3 separate regions of the Mus musculus genome follow, and all the other regions are linked to region 1. The links are chromatin contacts, called in public Hi-C and HiChIP or PLAC-seq maps. All regions are on one chromosome and are shown on one strand. Each heading gives the region's core, a stretch centred on a gene start, on an enhancer-like site or on the middle of the called end of the contact. The rest is flanking DNA. Distances are from core to core; before and after follow the strand shown. Region 1 has its middle 120 kb from the start of Gm30034. Region 2 overlaps Lama2 (laminin, alpha 2). Region 3 overlaps Arhgap18 (Rho GTPase activating protein 18).

What was found. Hi-C and Micro-C count contacts between places; a contact is called where the count stands out from the background. HiChIP or PLAC-seq counts read pairs in DNA pulled down with a chosen protein or histone mark.
Region 2: an H3K4me3 HiChIP or PLAC-seq map of bone marrow-derived macrophages shows a contact between it and region 1, with 4 times the contacts expected there. The contact joins two enhancer-like sites. A contact is called at or near these places in 2 of 484 Hi-C or Micro-C datasets (bone marrow-derived macrophages and epidermal suprabasal cells) and 1 of 115 datasets of contacts at active chromatin or transcription factors (bone marrow-derived macrophages).
Region 3: a contact with region 1 is called in a Hi-C map of the HPC-7 cell line, with 3 times the contacts expected there. The contact joins two enhancer-like sites. A contact is called at or near these places in 1 of 39 promoter capture datasets (the 3T3-L1 cell line), 14 of 484 Hi-C or Micro-C datasets (the 3T3-L1 cell line, the C2C12 cell line, the HPC-7 cell line and 9 more) and 3 of 115 datasets of contacts at active chromatin or transcription factors (acute myeloid leukemia, bone marrow-derived dendritic cells and bone marrow-derived macrophages).

The regions. Positions count from the first base shown.
Region 1 is chr10:26,557,603-26,561,102 of GRCm38.p6, reverse strand. No RefSeq gene overlaps it. Among named protein-coding and RNA genes, the nearest start is that of Gm30034, 120 kb to the right of the region's middle. Within about 2 kb of position 1,597, at least 38 of the 459 cell types and tissues checked have an H3K27ac peak or open chromatin away from gene starts, as enhancers often do. A contact at or near this core is called in the C2C12 cell line, the HPC-7 cell line and bone marrow-derived macrophages, where this site is marked.
Region 2 is chr10:26,994,166-26,997,665 of GRCm38.p6, reverse strand. All of the region lies in intron 58 of Lama2 (laminin, alpha 2), which reads left to right. Among named protein-coding and RNA genes, the nearest start is that of Gm40618, 14 kb to the right of the region's middle. Within about 2 kb of position 1,510, at least 78 of the 459 cell types and tissues checked have an H3K27ac peak or open chromatin away from gene starts, as enhancers often do. A contact at or near this core is called in bone marrow-derived macrophages, where this site is marked.
Region 3 is chr10:26,893,990-26,897,489 of GRCm38.p6, reverse strand. All of the region lies in intron 12 of Arhgap18 (Rho GTPase activating protein 18), which reads right to left. Among named protein-coding and RNA genes, the nearest start is that of Gm30534, 70 kb to the left of the region's middle. Within about 2 kb of position 1,544, at least 33 of the 459 cell types and tissues checked have an H3K27ac peak or open chromatin away from gene starts, as enhancers often do. A contact at or near this core is called in the C2C12 cell line, the HPC-7 cell line and bone marrow-derived macrophages, where this site is marked.

The DNA.
Region 1 (3,500 bases), core at 348-2,847:
AAACAATAAATAGCGGTCATCAGCAAATATCTAGAGGAGAAAATTTTTTAAAAAATACTAAATGTAGTTTTCTTTTAAAAACAAGCTCCAACAATAGATTTATATAGTTAATGACCAATCTTTAATTTTTCTTACCCTAAAAACACTGAATATACTGTTAACTACTTTAGATTTCATTGAGGAACCACTTAAAGTTTGAATTTATTGCTTCAAGCATTCCTAACGGAACAGCCATTCTAAAGTTGAAATCTCATGTTTGTGAAACCTGTACTTGATCGTTAATGCTAACGTTTGGACATTTCCAATTTTTTATTGTTTTACAAAGTATGAAGAGAATGGGCAACAGCTATTTGAATGACTGTATATATAATGCAGTCCAAGCCAGGATGGTGCCAAACTGAGGTTTGGCAGGAAGCCTTCCTTCCACATGTAATCCGTCCAGTCCCCAAGGGTCTTCCTACAAAGCATGCTTTGTATGTATTGGCTTCTTCTGCTCTTTATTGCCACCACCCTCCTCCCTGTACTCTATCCTAGATGTAAAACAATCTCTTGCTTGCACTTATGCCCTCATCTAAGACCCTGGTTCCTAGATACAGGGCACCCGGAAGGCAGTTTATAAATATGTCTAATAACTGGTTTAAAATCCTCATTGTACTTCTTCCTATGGGGTTGCAAACCCCTTGAGCTCCTTTAGTCCTTCCCATAACTCCTCCTTTGGGGACCCCATGCTCAGTCTGATGTTTGGCTGCAAGCATCCACGTCGGTATTGATCAGGCTCTGGCAGAGCCTCTCAGGGGACAGCCATACCAGGCTCCTGTCAGCAAGTGTTTCTTGCTTGACATTAGCTATAGTGTCTGGATTTGGTGTCTGCAGATGGGATGGATCCCTAGGTGGGGCAGTCTTTCCTTCAGTCTCTGCTTCACTCTTTGTCCCTGTATTTCCTTTAGGTAGGAAAAATTCTGTGTTAATATTTTTGAGATGAGTGGATGGCCACACTCCTCGACCAGGTTAACAAGAACATCATGTCAGAAACCTAACCTCTGGATATGGTCTCTGCAGGTTCTATCTCCCCTTTATTGGGTATTTCAGGCAATGCCATCCCTATTGGGTCCTGGGAGCCTCTTACTTTCCTGGCACCAGAGCTCCAAGGGACTAAACCACCAACCAAAGAGTGCCCATGGCTCCAGCTGCATATGTAGCAGAGGATGGCCTTATCTAGAATCAATGGGAAGGGAGACCCTTGGTCCTGTGGAGGCTCGATGCTTCAGTGTGGGGGAATGCTAGTTTAGTGAGGCTGGAGTAGGTGGGGGGGAGCATCCTCATAGAAGCGGGGGGGGGGGGGAGATTAGATAGGGGGTTTGCAAAGAGGAAACCAGGAAGAGGGATAACATTTGAAACGTAAATAATTAAGTAACCAATAAAAAAAAATAAAATCCTCACTGTATAATGAGTGCTCTTAGGGAAAAGGTTTCATTTTGTATTTACTGTAGGAATGCCTGACTGATCTCATCAGTTGCTGACCCCATCCTGATGATTCACCGTCAGATACTCTTCTCTCATAGGCCTTCCTTTTGCCACAAGTCTTGTGACTTTTGTGCCTTGTGCTTCCTCTCTGCTTGGAATACACGTTTCATTTTCCTCCTGTGTTTTAGACCTCGTCCTAGCTGTCATCTAAATGACCCATGCAGCAAGTTTAACATGTTACCTTATTTTATGACTCTTTACAGGCCTTATTTCTCTTGAGTAATTTCCTTCTTTCTTGCTTACTGTAACCTTCCTCACAAGAAGGAAGCTCTCTGAATGCTGGGCTTACATCTCCTGGGGGAGTTGGAGTTCATAGTTAATGGGCAGTGTGTAGGTTTTCTTTATACAAACCCAAGGTTGATTATATCGTTAACAAGAACATCATGTCAGAAACATGGTAAAATCTTTTAAAAAGACAGTTAATAAAATTCCTTTTGTCTGTAAGATTGATCCCCTTCCCTAATAATTGGGTGAATTGGGAAAAATTATATGTATTTGAAGTATGGTAAAAGGCTCTGAACATAATCAAAAGGCATCCAAGAGTAAGCTTAACACATGAAAACATGTCACAGGACTTAATAGGTTTGTCCATTGGTTCATATATTTATCATTCATTGTTTAACCCTTTATAGGTGCATTCATCAGACCTAGACTTCAAACCTAAAGGACACGGCTGACCATAGTCTCTCTCTCTCTATATATATATATATATAGAGAGAGAGAGAGAGAGAGGAAGAGAGAGAGAGAGAGAGAGAGAGAGAGAGCAGATATATATATCTGCTTTGTAGCCTTCCAGTGTTAACCAGTAGCAAATCCAGTGAGGAGCTAAAACCATGGAACCCAGGAATAGTTCTAAGGAGAGAAACTGCATGGAATCTTGTTAGAAGAGAAAGCCTAGGCTTGATCTTAAAACCACTGCTGATTTCCAAAACTTTTAGGCAATATAGTGTTCCTTTTTGTAATTCCAGCACTTGGAAGCCTGAGGCAGGTGGATCAAGAGTTCAAGGCTAGCTTCACCTACATAGCAAAGTTAGGACAAGCCTAGGTTACATGAGACACCTAAAACTAAAATTAAAACTAAACCAGATCTAATGAAGCAAACAAAATCTCTTCTAAGCAAGAATTCAACTCAAAAATATTAATCTAGTTACTGTGTCTACAGAATAAATTACCTCAAAACTTGATAATAATTTGATGTGCTGACAAGTTCTGGGCTTAGGGGTTCAGGAAGTGGTTAGTCTTCACTTAAGGCTGTTGTAGAAGTGCAGTCACATTAGGACTGGGGTGATGGGCACTGACAGTATCCACTGGCAGGGTGGGGCCCTCTAGTGCCGCAGTTTCTTTCCACATAACCTTTACCAAGTGGTTCCTCACAATATATGGAAGCTTCTCTTGGAGTTTAAAGAAGCTGGGAGCTGAGAGCAGAGGGAGATGTAAAACCATCAACAACTTTGAGAGTCCTGTATGGCTTCTTCTACAATCTCTTTGTGACAAAGCTTCAGTCTTTATTAGGTGTGAATATCAAAGGTATTGTGGATCACTGGGGTCAGTTTCAGAAGTTAACTAGTACAAATATTGTTAATATCAACACGTGGGCTTACTGTGTGAGTAGAATAGATCTGAGGCCTTAGAGAAAAAGAGTGAGAAATATTTTTAAAGTACAAGTATAACTATTAGGAAAGAGAGAGTGCTTTGGGAAGCAGAAGAGAATGGGGCACATGGTAAGAGCATGGTGTACATGTATATGATGTTATACAATAACCCATTTGTTTATTAATTTAAAATTATTTTTGAAATGAGACAAAATATTTTGTACAAATAATATTCACCAATAATTTAAAATTTATTTATTTACTCATTAATCATCAAGTATTGTAGATATGTTTGAGTACATATGAGATGCCAAGGCAAGGGGTTATGTGGAGGTCAAAGGACACTGTCTGGTGTCAGATCTTTCCTCTACCTTCTGGCATCTG
Region 2 (3,500 bases), core at 261-2,760, 440 kb before region 1:
AAAGGAGCCTTCTTTCTAAATGTGAATAAAAGTTAAGACAAAAAGTTACCTTAGTATTTTATTTTATAAAATATAATCATTGAGTGCGGAATATATGTAAGATTTATATCTTCATGGCAAACTAGGAAGGAACAGAGAAGGAGGAAGAGACCACCTGCCATTGATAGATGAGCTATGTAGGTGATATCCTGCTCCTGAAGTGATCCAACTAGCTTTGATGATCATTAGGTGAGGAATTACATACTGTCCATAAAACAGCTAGAAGCATGTCTAGCCTGTGGTGACAACCATCATGCTATCTCCTTTTGTGAGAACTAGGTGATGGAGACTTTCACACTTTCAGGGTAAACATAAGTACTGGGGGCGGGGGAGGGGGCAGATACTGAAATGTGTTCTCTTTGTAAGCAATTTCAAACTCAGGCATGAAATGCTTCTTAGATCTTGTTTTCAACATTTCAAGTTGGAATTTTTAAAATCATCACAGGTTCATCTTGGTGATGGTAACTTCTACCTACAAGCCCCATATTTCCTGACTGACAGGAGTTGTCTTTCTTGCCCACTTGTTCCTTCCTCACACTCTTCACCCCTAACTTTGCCAGCAGCTTATAATGTAAAGAAAGCATTCACTATGCTTCAGGCTAATTGAAGAGTATCCTGGGAAAAGGCCTGTGAAATGGATATGTCAATTCTGTGGTTATATGTGGTCTACCATCCTAGATTAGACTGTATTTTCTCCATGTTATCTTATCTCACAGAACTGGAGTCTAGTAGTCCCTTGTACTATCTCCCTGATTATTTAGCCCATTACTATCTGGGGAGAAAGACATCCCTGCTTATTATGTTTGTGGATATTACTCATCTACAATGATGGGGATGGAGTTGATAAGCATCTGGGCTTATCAATGCAGAAATGCATCAATATGTTCACATGGGATGAGTGGCTGCAGCATTGACTCCAAGCCTTTTTTTGATAAGCACAGTCCACAGGGATTGGCATACGACAAGTTGGTTGCATTTCTTTTATGTGAATCTTGCTGGAAAGTTGAATGTGGCACTTTCAGATTCTGGTAGAAATGAAGAGTTCAGATAAGGTTCTTAGAAAATTGAAGAGATGTGAGCTGAGAAGAAAAAAAAAAAGCAAAGCAAGAGAGAATGGTTCCTGCAGCAACGGGAGTGCCAGTATGCTAAAAGCTATAGATAGTCGAAGCCATAGGATAAGTCAGCCTTGGGCACTGACATGTATTGAAAGGGAAAACATATTCTCCACACCCCAGGTGGGGCCGTCTTATGACAAATCCCTGTAAATGACCAGTTCCACCAAGGAGCTCACATCCAAGGAGTTCACATGATTCAGTGAACAGCAGCAGGCATTGTATGCATCAGGACATCAAAGTCAGTGCTGAAAAAGTACCTATTTAGTATTCACCCACAAAGATCACCGAAGGAAAGCATCAGATGGGACTTTAGCCCACACTTATTAACGGGATCATTGACTCATGAAGGAAGGAAATTACACAATTTTTAGCATGACTCATCACTTGCTGCTCGTTTTGATAAATGCCGTTGGAATCTCTGCTCTACAGCTATCTAAACTCAAAGTCCACTTACCAAGAAATCATACATTGCTTTGAATTTGTTAATGAATTTACAAGTGTCAGCACTGCACCGGAATTAGAAATGACCACTGACCTGAACTTTTAACAGAGTGGGAAGGTTTGCTAGGACAACTGACCCCTCTCCTTGTGACTGTGACTGCAAGGAGCATGGCTTCCTTTCCAGCTACTTCAGTGACAAATACACTACTCTAGTAGGCTCCCCATATCCCTGTGTGCCTCAGAATTGTCACCTGCAAAGCAGAAACAAGCCATCCTGTCCTTTATCCCCTTTCCCCTGTGTGCTACATGTATTATGAAGCATCACCACCAGATGGCGGAAGTGTAACATGTTGAGATTGATTGAGGCTGGGTGTTTTTTTTTTTTAATTACTATTATTGCTGCTGTTATTGCTGTTTTAGCATTTTTCAGAGATTATTGTTTCCAAAACATAGGAAAAGCATGTCCTTGGGCCTAGAAGTGACGCGTATCCCTTACACCATGTTCCTCTTGTGTATATGAGTATGCTATATAATGACATAGGAGTCGAAGGACCTATGCTAAATCCTCTCTCCTCCAACTGAATGTGTTTATGAAATGACTGTCTAGAAAATCTGATAATATGTTCAAGGTGTGGGGGACTGCTGCTCAGCTGTGGCTCTGTTCAATAACTCTCCAGCTTACCAACAGTCATGTTGGCGCTGTATTGTGGAATGTCACATGACATTCCACAATACAGCGCCAATAAAACGCCCGTTATTCACAACTGCCATCTGTCCATTCTAGTAGCCATATTAAAATATGGCTTATATTAGCATATTATCTTAGCATATTATTTGGTGAATGACCAAGTGACTGTGGCAGCACTAACAGCAACATTACCCACAGGTAGATTTCTTCAGCCTGCACATTATTGTTCCGTAAGTCCATGGCATCCATTGATGTTATTAGTGTCTGTTTTCAGAGGTAAACATTTAGAGATGTTTTGGTGAAATTCTGTCCACAAGAACTCACAACATATGGAATCCTCTTGGAGAATTCTAAGGAAGGCTGCATACTACAGTATTTGCAAGAATGATTCTTGCTCTATTAATAGCCTTTTCGGGCCAGGACATTAAGTCACCATTTGAGCTTCTTTTGTTGGCCATGTAATAGCAAAGGCATTGCTGTGTGTTGTGAATAGATTATCCTGCCCTGCCCACTGGGCTTTTACATAGATGTATGAATTTCAGCCAGTCTTCTTTTTATAAATGACCATCTCCTGGGAGGCAAAAAAGTAACTACCTCCATAAAGACCAATTTTATAGCTTTCCTGAAACACTTTTAAGCCCTTTTGCCTGCTGTGGCATAATATAGGTCGCTTTTGACCAAGCTCAAGAGAAGAGAGAATGAGGCTTTTTCTCACATAAAGATGTCCCGAGTGCTGATAAGTCATGTCTGAGGTACTCTGTTGGAGAACACTCCTCACAAAAGCTTGCCCTAGGCTGTTTGAGAGGACCTACCTAGTCAGCACTGGCTGGGTCTGCCTCCCTCCCGAAGCCATTAAACTCAGATCTGAAAAGCTGATGAGTTCGTGCAAGGGTGCATGTTATTGTTATGAATTCTCACACACCCCAGGCTCTAAACAACTTCATCAGCCACCTGTACATCAAGCTAGCCTGTGAAAACAGAGAGTGTGGAGAAGGCTTGCGGCTTTGTCATTTGAAAAACCTTATTTCCTGAGCCATGCATTATAATCCAAGTCGCCAGGACTGGTTATGTGATTGGTGAGGCCATGTGCAAAGGGAAAATGCAGGGCCACTTCATCAAACATTATTATGAATTTCCAGGTGGTGACAGCATAGCATTAGAGCAAGTGACTGCACATCTGTGTACCTAGCTGTCTCGCTCAAGCACCCTAGGAAGCT
Region 3 (3,500 bases), core at 295-2,794, 340 kb before region 1:
CTTTGTTATCAGAATGCCTTTAACTTTAACCTGATTCAGATTCAGAAAACATCAAGGGCCCTAAGAGTTTACGGAAGTTGATTAGCATTTAATTCACAGTGAAATAAGTCCTATTTTTTTTACATGATATTTGTATTTTCTATTTAAGATGGAGTGTGTCATAAAAATAAGAGTGTGACGTTTGATTTGATTTTCCACATGAGTCTCCAAGTTAAGCTAGACTCTGTTGTCCTGATCTAAAAAGTAGGTGCTAGAACTGGTGATCACTACCTGTCACAATGATCAATACTCTTGACGACCTTCTCAATGAAACCCCAGGTGAATGCCTAGGAGGGCTGTGGCTCATGGGTAAGCCACCAGAGCCTGATTGTTATTCAGCTGACTCCAGCATCCTCCAGCCCATGTCCTTAAACCTGAATCTCTTACAAGATCATCTGGGGCTTTTGGAAACATTTCAAAACTGGAGCTCTGCTTTAGTGTCTGACACCAGGTCATTCAGAGGGAACGTCGAAGTGAAGGACACCATGAGAAGTTTGGTTTCCTGAGCCCATGTGACCAGAAGTGGGAGATAACATCAGATATATGGGACTCCTACAGCCCAAGCTTGTAAAAGTCTCTCTGGGAGGTGGGCAGCCGTGGAAGGATCACGTAAATCAAAGACCAGGCTGGAAATGAAGCCTGGGAGCTTCAGCAATTTGTCACTAAGTGATCATCAAAGCTGCCCGTGCATGCTTATTAGACAGAGGCCATCTGAGGAATTACAGGTGCAAGGAAGGATGTCTGTGATTAGCATAAGAAGACTAAAGCAGGAAAAAGTGTGCCGAACAAGTAGGAGAAAGAACAACATTCACAAAGGGACTTCATGCTGGGGCTCAGATGCTATTGTTTCTACTTTTTCAATATCAGAGAAGATACATGTTTTAGAGTACAGTACAGTGGGACTCTGTGTGCCTAAATAGAGGGTTCCATCCTTAGTTCCCTCCCCACTGAAATACAACTAAATATATAAGTTTACATATACCAAAACTGGGTATATAGAGAGAACAAGAGCCCAATAAGTTAATTGCTAACAGAAAATAACTATTTCTAATGGTCTATAATTTTGTGATTGTATCTTCCTATCATAATGGACAAAACTTAATAGTATTTGAGAACACTCATGTTCATATCGATTAATACATTGTAGTCATGAAAATATTTGTCTTATTAGGCAAATTAAGTATTATAACTTGGCTCAAAGAACTCATTTATCTAGTCAAGCTTATCTTAATAGCATGAATGTCCAGTTGTATATACTTAGCTTTAATAGCATACATAGTATCTTTAAGATCGCCACCCCAATCCCTAATTACCTGGCTTTATTATCCAGGTCTGACAATACTCCAGAGTGACAGTCATCATTGACTTTTCTGCAGTATTTGGTGCTTCTACATCAGCACTTCCTAAATTTGCTCTTCTTGCCTGAGATTCTAAGACAACATACATTCTTCGTGTTTCTCTTAATTCTGACAAGTCATTTCCCATTTTCAGTGACTCACTATGTAAATACGAGCATGCCTTGGGTCTGTCTTGCTGTTTTCTCACCCTTGAATCACCCTGGAGTTACACAGCATTCTGTGCCCTCGAGTATAATTTCTAGGTTAACTTCAAAGATGTATCTGAAGCTCTGAGTGACGCAGGAACTGCAACCCACCCCTAAGTAGGCAAGTCTCACTAACAGAATTCAGTCTCACATACGCCTAACATACGACCAGTAGCCACATTTCCCTACTCCTGCTAGCTCTTGTTCTAAATTTCTTTTTCAACTGGCCCTTTCCCCCTACTCAGGCTTATTTTAAAAGCTACCTGTGTGTCATTTCATACCAGCAGCAGCACATAATCAGAACCAACACAATGAACTCAAAGATTTGGAATAGATTCTTCCTAGAGGCTACAATCTGATGCCGTTTCAGAAAATCAGTAAGAACTGGTAGGTTTTAAAGAGAGTTGGTCTTCAATCCCAACTCTTTTCCCTCTACAGAAGATTAAAATTGCTGTTTAAAATATTCTTTCCTTATCTGAAATAAGACAATATACCCTAACTACGGAAACAGGATTTTAAAATAAGATAATGTTTACAAAATCATTAGCAATGTGTCTTACACCGGGTAAATGTTTACAAAGTTTGGGAGTTGGAGAATTTAGCTCAGGGATACAGTAGTCAGCGCTGGGTTCTTTCCCTGAAATTAGAAGAAAAGAAAAAGAAAAAAAAAAAAAAAACCAGCCCTAATTCTCACCCATCACAAGTCTTATTTTCTACTCTTTACTGGTGTCACTTTTATTTTTATTTTATTTTATTTACTTTTCAGTGTACTTCATGATATAAAAATTTTATATTGTGTATATTTTTATATGAGGTGATATAAATATGCCATGCTGTATCTAATTAGACACCTCTTTATGATTAGACTATTTTCAAACGTGGCGAGAGAAAATGTCAATGAAAGTGAAAAAATAGAGAAGTGGTGAGGAGCACTTAGTGTTCCTCTGGCATCCTGGAACTCAGGTCCCAGCACCTACATAGATAGGGAGGTTTACAACCACCTGCAGCTGCAGCTCCAGGAGACCCAACCCCCTCTTCTGACCTACACAGACACTTACACACACATGCTCTCACACACAAACATACACAGACACTTACACACACATGCTCTCACACACAAACATACACAGACACTTACACACACATGCTCTCACACACAAACATACACAGACACTTACACACACATGCTCTCACACACAAACATACACAGACACTTACACACACATGCTCTCACACACAAACATACACAGACATGCACACACATGCTCTCACACACAAACATACACAGACATGCACACACATGCTCTCACACACAAACATACACAGACATCACACACATGCTCTCACACACAAACATACACAGACATGCACACACATGCTCTCACACACAAACATACACAGACATCACACACATGCTCTCACACACAAACATACACAGACATGCACACACATGCTCTCACACACAAACATACACACAATTAGAAACTTGTCTTTTTTCAAAAATCCAATAAGCAGCATAACTTTCAGATGGTTGCCACATCTCAACAAATGTTCTTTAAATACTTTTATCACTTGTGTCTTACCCTGTGTCTCTTACCAAACCTCATTGTACTCCCTAGACTGTCCCTCACAAGGACTGCCTTAAATTGAGTACACTAGAGCCTCAAGTTTGTAGTAAAATTCCCATTGAAATACGGAATGGAGGCATGGCTCTGCCTGGACCCAGTTTCTGCTTTCCCACCGGCAGTGGCAAGCCGTAGACCTCTCTGGCTGACCTGGGTCTTGATTGGCCTTCCAAAGTCACTTAAACGTCTATCATTAGCTTTAGACGTCTATCTGACTTCTCATATGCAACAGATCCCATATTGAAATTAAGATCTTTCCAGTCATCCTAATTCCTCATATCACAAATTTCGAA